Linked DNA regions of Pan troglodytes: region 2 is linked to region 1. The links are chromatin contacts, called in public Hi-C maps. All regions are on one chromosome and are shown on one strand. The core of a region is the stretch at or near the end of the contact, and the rest is flanking DNA. Distances in the headings are between cores, read along the strand shown.

What was found. Hi-C and Micro-C count contacts between places; a contact is called where the count stands out from the background.
Region 2: a contact with region 1 is called in a Hi-C map of a lymphoblastoid cell line, with 5 times the contacts expected there. The contact joins the promoter of AFG2A here to the enhancer-like site in region 1. A contact is called at or near these places in 6 of 7 Hi-C or Micro-C datasets (blood, induced pluripotent stem cells, a lymphoblastoid cell line and 2 more), 1 of 1 datasets of contacts at active chromatin or transcription factors (stem cell-derived excitatory neurons) and 1 of 1 other capture datasets (stem cell-derived neural stem cells).

What each region holds. Positions count from the first base shown.
Region 1 is chr3:123,942,695-123,946,577 of NHGRI_mPanTro3-v2.0_pri, reverse strand. No RefSeq gene overlaps it. Among named protein-coding and RNA genes, the nearest start is that of BBS12, 33 kb to the right of the region's middle. Within about 2 kb of position 2,072, at least 1 of the 24 cell types and tissues checked has an H3K27ac peak or open chromatin away from gene starts, as enhancers often do. A contact at or near this core is called in a lymphoblastoid cell line, where this site is marked.
Region 2 is chr3:124,098,821-124,102,703 of NHGRI_mPanTro3-v2.0_pri, reverse strand. AFG2A (AFG2 AAA ATPase homolog A) reads right to left here and starts at 1,617. Exons shown (of 15, transcript XM_063809828.1): 1 at 850-1,617. The coding sequence starts at 1,009. It overlaps NUDT6 (nudix hydrolase 6), which reads left to right and starts at 1,547. Exons shown (of 7, transcript XM_517426.9): 1 at 1,547-1,817. The coding sequence starts at 1,580.

The DNA.
Region 1 (3,883 bases), core at 823-3,322:
CATATTGACAGCAATTAAGAAAAATGTGGTGGCAATAAGAGAAAGACAGAAAAAATTAAATCGAGTTTAGGGAAATTCAGCTTGATGAATGGCTTACTAGATTACAATAGTTTGCTATAACTAAAAATATATGCATTACCTAAGTCTTCTTGGCAAGTATCTTCCTGGTAGGAGGAATCAAGGATCTCCGAGTTTTTGTTTTGTCTTATTTTTTATTTCCAGAATAAAAAGTAGATATAATTTAAATGTAGACTGGATTAGACCTCAAATAGTATCTGACCAATTACTACAAGATACTGTTCCAAAACAGAACTGATTTTACAGCAAGGCTATTTTTCAGAGAACTCTGAAGACAGAGATTCCATAGCCTTCTTTGGTAAACTGTTCCAATATTAAATGACCTCTACTGTCAAAAATTATCGTCATGTCTTAGGAGACTTGCTTTGATTATAGGTTAAGATAGAAATCTTAGTTAGTCTTTCCTGCATTCTCAGGAATGCAGGAAAATTGAGGAGCTTGAATATTTTTTAAGCTTCTCTCGATGACTCAGAGTCTTCCCAAAGCACAAATCATAAATATACAGCTCAAAAATGAATGCTCGCAAAGCAAGTTTGCCCCTGTAACTAACACCCAGGATAAGGAATAGGAACGCTGTCAGCATCCCAGAGCCTTCCTTGTTCTCCTGGCTATTCACGACTTCTACCCTCTTCCCCAAAGATAACCACTAAACTGAATTCTAACACTTTGGTTAAGACATGCTTGTTTTTGAAATTTGCAAACATGGTCATACAGCATGCTTACTATTTTTAATAACATTTTAAAATTAACATTATATATACTTTATATAACATAAAATTCACTACTTTAAAATGTATGCGTCGGCCAGGTACAGTGGCTCAAGCCTGTATTCCCAGCACTTTGGGAGGCTGAGGTGGATGAATCACTTGAGGTCAGGAGTTCAAGACCAGCCTGGCTAACATGGTGAAATCCTGTCTCTACTAAAAATACAAAAAGTAGCTGGGCATGATGGTGCACACCTGTAATCCCAGCTACTTGGGAGGCTGAGGCAGGAGAATTGCTTGAACCTGGGAGGCGGAGTACAAGCCTTAAGACTGCTGTTTGTTTTCTTTATCTCGGTGATCAGTGGCCGAGATCGCGCCACTGTACTCCAGCCTGGGCGACAGGGCGAGACTCAGTGTCAAAAAAAAAACAACAACAAAAAACAACAACAAAAAAAACCAAAGTACATGTCAGTGGTTTTTAGTAAATTTACTATGTTGTACAAACATCACCACTATCTAATTCCAGATATTTATAGGGTTTCTATGATCCCCAAATGAAACCCTGAATCTATTAGCAGTTAGTATGTTCTCTTTTGTGTCTCGCTTCTTTTGCTCAACCTTATGCTCGTGAGATCCATATGGTGTGTTCAGTAGCCAATGTGTTTTAAATAAAGCCTGAGGAGCAAAGTACAGGTTTTTCTGATTAATTTTGGTTCCAAACACAAGACTAGTGGTTTTTTACCCTGGCTACACCCTAGTACCAACCAGAGAGCGTTAAAACCCACTGGTGTGTAGGCCCCATCCAGTAAAAGAAATGAAAATCTGGGGTATAAAAGGGGTAGGCTGGGACATTAGTAGCTCTCCAGGTGATTCTATTGTGTAGCTGGGGTTAAGGATTACTACAAAAAACTTAACTGATGAGAAGGCTCTAATTAAAAAGACGGCTTTTAGGTCTGGAAATCTGCATTTTGACAAGTGGCCCATGTAATTCTTACAAGGCAGTTTTAGAAATACTACAGGAAGCCAATGATTATTTGTAGGAAAATAAATGACTTCAACAGAAGTTTCTATTGCTTTCAAACAAGAAAACACTAATGTTAGTTTAAAACATTTTGAATGCATTAACAAGAAACTATTTTAATACATGATTTAATTAAGTAGTGAGGGACAAATGTATTACATCTGTTTCACTTCTTTTAATTTGATGTTTAGCCCAAAGTGGAAACCTATCGGGAAGTGGCCTTTTCCACCTCCTGCACTGAGGTTAACACAGGAAACAAGTCTACTTTTTTTAGACACCAAACCAGGGCTCAACATTGTCAACAGGCCGGGAACTTCCCAATTTGCTTTCATTCATAGTAGACAGTGTACAAAGACTCTTCTTCACTTCACTAGATAAACATATTGGGAAATTTAAAAAATAAAACTGCCAGGAAAAATGGCAAAATAAATGGAAAAAGAAAAAAAATTCAGAAAAAGAAAAGAAACCTCAAAATAGTCTGAAATAGATTTCATTAAATATTATAGTATAAAAGTAACAACTTGACATAATGATAGATAAGAAGGTTTTGTTAGAGGCTAGAATTGGCAGTCTGCTCTTGGGATGTATTCCCATCATTTGTTCCTTTTGGAAATAACTTACATATGCCTGCGGTAAGGATTGTTCTTTCCTGTATAGAGTACTTTCTATATTCTCGGCTTTTAATAATGTATCTTTCGCTTTACTGAAGGGTATCTTCTGTTACTGATATGTTCTTTTGAACCATTACATGATTATAGATATGACCCAGTAATTTTTTGCCTTATTAGCTTACTACTCACAGAAAACTAGGTTCAATTATTTAGTACATTAATTGCAATACATTAGGTACTATTAGTCTGAACACACTAATGTGTTTTTAAAATAAATTTATAATTTTATTAGAATAGCTTTAGACTTATAGAAACATTGTGAAAATAGTCCAGAGAATTCCAATATACCCATGTACTTGGCTGCTTTGTGCTGCTCTAACAGAATACCAAAGACTAAGTAATTTATAAAGAACAGAAATTTATTCTTTCACAGCTATGGAGGCTGAGAAGTCCAAGATCAAGGTGTTGGCATCTGATGAGGGCTTTCTTGCTGTGTCCTCACATGAAGGAAGGCAGAAGGGCCAAAAAAGGGACAAACTCTTTGTCCTCATATGGCAGAAGAGAAGAGAGAACCCACTCCTGAAAGCCCTTTTTATAGCAGTATTAATCCATTCATGAGGGCTTTGCCCTCATGACCCAAACACCTCCCATTAGAGCCTACCTCCCAACCTCATTGCATTGGAGAATACAGTTCCAATACATGAATTTTAGGGGGCACATTTAGACCATAGCACCCCACATCTATTTTCCCTTATTAACATCTTACATTAGTATAGTATACTTGTCATAATTAATGAACCAGTATTGATACATAATTTTAACTAAAGTCCATACTTTATTCTGATTTTCTTAGTTATCACTTAATGTTCCTTTTCTGTTCCACAATCCTATCCAGGGCACCATATATATTACCTTTAGTCCTTCTATCTCCTTGTGCTTCTCTTGGCTGTGACCATTTCTCATAATTTCCTTGTTTTTGATGGCATTGACTGTTTTAAGCAGTATTGGCCAGGTATTTTTGAGAATGCCATACACGAATAAACTTTTAAAGATATCTAATATAGTCCTATATTCAGTTAGTGCACAGGAAAAATGTAACTTAAAATAAATCTAGTATGGGCTGGGTGCGATGGCTCATGCCTGTAATCCCAGCACTTTGGGAGGCCAAGGCGGGTGGATCACCTAAGGTCAGGAGTTCGAGACCAGCCTGGACAACATGGTGAAACCCCATCTCTACTAAAAATACAAAAAGTAGCCAGCCGTGGTGGCAGGCACCTGTAATCCCAGCTACTTGGGGGGCTGAGGCAGGAGAATCTCTTGAACCTGGGAGGCGGAGGTTGCAGTGAGCCGAGATCGTGCCATTGCACTCCAGCCTGGTGGACAAGAGTGAGACTTTGTCTGAAAATAACTAACTAACTAACTATCTAAATAAATAAATAAATTCTAGTATGTAGGAAACTTTGGTTAAG
Region 2 (3,883 bases), core at 368-2,867, 160 kb before region 1:
CCTCTGATACCTAAGGCAGAGTGAAAATACCATGTGAACTCTAAATTGTCTTTAAGGTCTGATTAGACATAAAAATTTTTGCCACCAGTTTAGTCTGGTCCATTTTTCAAAGCTATTACACATCAAATATAAATTTTCAATTTATAATTCAATTTATAAGACTTTTAAGTATAAATACGTTCTCCCAAATCAAAGGAACTGTCACCTAGGAATGGCTTTTACGTCAAACACATCTGGACTCAAATATCGGCTCTGCCACTTAGCACCTGTGTAGCCTGAATGGAATCACGTTAACTTTCCTCCCTCTATAAAACTGTCATTACTATACCCATCGGTCACGGCTTCTGTAGAAATCAGATGAGCTATATATACTGCTAACACTAGTGTGCAGTTACTAGCAGTTATTAAATATCATAACCTGCGTAGTACTGGAAGAAAATGCTATCATCACTCCTAAAGGCAGAGTGATCCACATTTTTACTGAATTGGTTATTTAGTTTTTTAGGATAAGTATCCCATGTTCGCTAGTTATGAACAATTTTGCAATTAAATGTGTCGTTAATGTTAAATGAGACAAAGCGTTTCAAGTGCAACTTAAAAATTCAAAATAATTTACAAAAGAGAAACCTTGGACACGGATAAACCATTTCAGCCTAACTTCTCCAGTGCAGGCGCGGCTACGTTTGCATGCTTCTTACATACAGAAGTCTTACACGCTTCTGTGCCGCTCTCAGACCCATGCCACGCCCAACTTTCAAAAGTCTCTGCACCCCAAGTCAGTATCACTGAGTCTCCCGCCCCTCAGGTTGCGCCCCCTCGGCCTCTAGTCTCCCACCCGGAATTCTTTACCCTTTTCTAATAAGTTGGTCACCCTCAGAGTCCCGGAGGTTGCCGCGAAGTCTGATCCAGCAGAAGGAGCCCGTGCCTCCGCACAAGAGGAAGCAGCAGAGGGCAAGGGCGAACCATTTTCCGCGCTTTGGTTCAACCGCTTTCTGTTCTTGGAAGACATGGTCACAAGGTACCCTAGCCGAAGCAGTAGAAAAGCCGACTCAATGTGCGCGCTCCAACTGAGAGAAAAACTTCCGGGGCAGAAGTCAGCGAGGGTCCGCCCCTGCGCCGTAATCCCCTGAGTGGAGCGCAGCAGTGCACAGCGTGGTGGGAGGGACTGAGCGTTTTCAAAACCAGCAGTCTTTGAAACAGCTGTAACGGCATCTGTGAAAGAAGATAGGTTCCAGGAACGGAACTGCCACTTAGATTGTAAATTCCTGAAAAACAGGACGTTTTTGCATCTCCTCCCGGCTTCCCCATCCCTAAACCAACGTCTGTTGAATTAAACTACCAAACAAAATAAGTGGGTGGCGGTGGGGGAGGAGGTTTTCCCCGCTTAACTGGAGCGGGGCAAATTGCTGAGAAGGGCTGGTGGACCACTTCGCGGTCTCCTTGGCATAGCTCTGCAGAGTGGTAACCCCAGCTCAACTCTGAGGGTATTGATGGCACTCTTCTAAAATGTACGGCCGCGATCTCCGCTCTGGAGCGCGGAGGGGTCATTTGGGGAACGGACGAATTAAGCGGCGTGGAGATGCGGCAGCCACTGAGCTGGGGCCGCTGGCGCGCGGTGCTTGCCCGAACCTACGGCCCCGGGCCTTCGGCGGGTTACCGCTGGGCCTCGGGCGCACAGGGTTACGTGCGGAATCCGCCAGTTGGAGCTTGCGATCTGCAGGGCGAGCTGGACAGATTCGGGGGCATCTCGGTGCGCCTGGCGCGGCTCGATGCGCTGGACCGCCTGGACGCTGCCGCCTTCCAGAAGGGCTTGCAGGGCAAGTGCGCCTGGGACGAAGGGCTCCCGGGGCTCCAGAGCTTTTCTAATGAAATAACCGCGGCCCCCACTCCCTAGTCGCTCTGTGCACCACTGTCGAGCCCAGAGGGAAAGGGAGAAGGCACGCGTGACCTGGACCTGTTTTCTGGAGCATTCGTGCTTAGACCTTTTGCTGGGAGGTCTCTAAGGCGGTTGGGTGAAATGGTGAAGATCCGGACTTTGGGATCTGCAACCCTGGTTGCTGGTCCACTTTCTAGTGTGCGACATTCGGAAATTGCCGTAAACCACCATTTCCTCTTCCACAGACCCCGGTAATAAGAACTCCTGGAATTACTGAGAGTTAATTTGGATAATGCACATAAAGTGCACAGCACAGTGCCTGCCACGTATTTAAAGCTCAGTAGATGTTTGTTAATATTATATTATTACATTATTAGTATCCTTTACCGAGCCTTGGTTCTGTCGGACACTTTTCCCAAGGAAAAAAACTCTTACATTCTAATACGGGTGGTGGACTGAGTGGACCAAGAGGCTTTTCTTTTTTATTTTTAATTTTTGTGGGTCCATAGTAGGTGTGTATGTTTATGGGGTATATGAGCTATTTTGATAGAGGTATAAATGTGTAATAATTACATCAGGGTAAATGAGATACTCATCACCACGAGCATTCAACCATAATCCAGTTACTCTTAGTTATTTTTAAATGTACAGTTTTTTTGGTGGTGGTTGTTGTTTTTTTTGTTTGTTTGTTTTTTTTTGTTTTTTTTTTTTTTTTGAGACAGGGTATCATTCTGTCTCCCAGGCTAGAGTGCAGTGGTAGGATCAGGGTTCACTGCAGCCTCCAACCGCTGAGCTCAAGCAATCCTCCCACCTCAGCCTCCTGGGTAGCTAGGACTACAGGCGCGCATCTGGCTTTTTTCTATTTTTTCTAGAAACGGTGTCTCACTGTGTTGCCCAGGCTGGTCTCAGTCTCCCGGGCTCAACTGATTCTCCCGCCTTGGCCCCTCAAAGTGCTGGGATTACAGGCAGGAGCCACTGCACCCAGCTTGAATCTTTATTGAATATAGTCACCCTGTTGGGCTATCAAATACTAAACCAGAGAGGTTCAGAGTGTCACATTTGTATACAAATTGGGTCAACAGCTGTCCCAGCAAGAACTGGAGTTTTTTAGAATAACGCTTCTTTTATGATTAACCAGGGACGGTGGTGGGTGGTTTCAGTCTTCAATAAGAAAACTTTTTACTGGCTTTCAACCTTGAGCCCAATGATAAGAAAGCTTGGATGGAGGAGCCTTCACTTTGGAAGAAGTCGATTTAGTGGTGCAGCAGTTTTTCAAACGGCCTCTGAGGGTTTTATAATCTAATTGAAGGCATAGCATGCAAATTCAACTATGGAAAAATCTCTCACACTGGAAACTCAAAATAATCTTTATCCTATTGAGCAATATGGCAAGAAGCATATCTGTAAATATAATTGAGCTAGTTATTTCAATGTTTACTCATCCTCATTCCCAGACTTCTTACCTCTTCACATTATTTTCTCTCCTACTTGCTAGTAATTGCTGACAAGCCCACTTAGACTGCAACAGTGTCACTAATAGGAGAATCAATCGTTTTATCTTCCAGTGTGTGGGTAGACACAGGTGTTGTACCCACTGATACTTATCAATGACCAAACAGGTGATCAAAGCACTACCCCAGTCAGCATGGCAAAGCAGAAAGCTGTGCGATTTGGAGGTGCACATTCTGGGTTTAAGTACCAGGTTCTGCCATGTGCTTAGCCAGGCATTAGGCAAATTGCCACCGAAAATATTTGCTTCTTAGCTTGCTTTTTGTGAATAACGCCAGCTCTAATTACTGGATAGATGCGTTGATCAAAGATGAAACTAATTTGTAAACTTAAGTACCAAATACTTGTTATATTTTTTCAATAAAACAAATTTTGTTGCACTTAATGGTAGATGTTTTAGGATCTTTATAAATAGTAATTAATCCTCCTAACAACCCTTTGAGGTAGATAGCATTATTATTCCTATTTTAAAGATGACAGTAGTGAGGCACAGAGAGA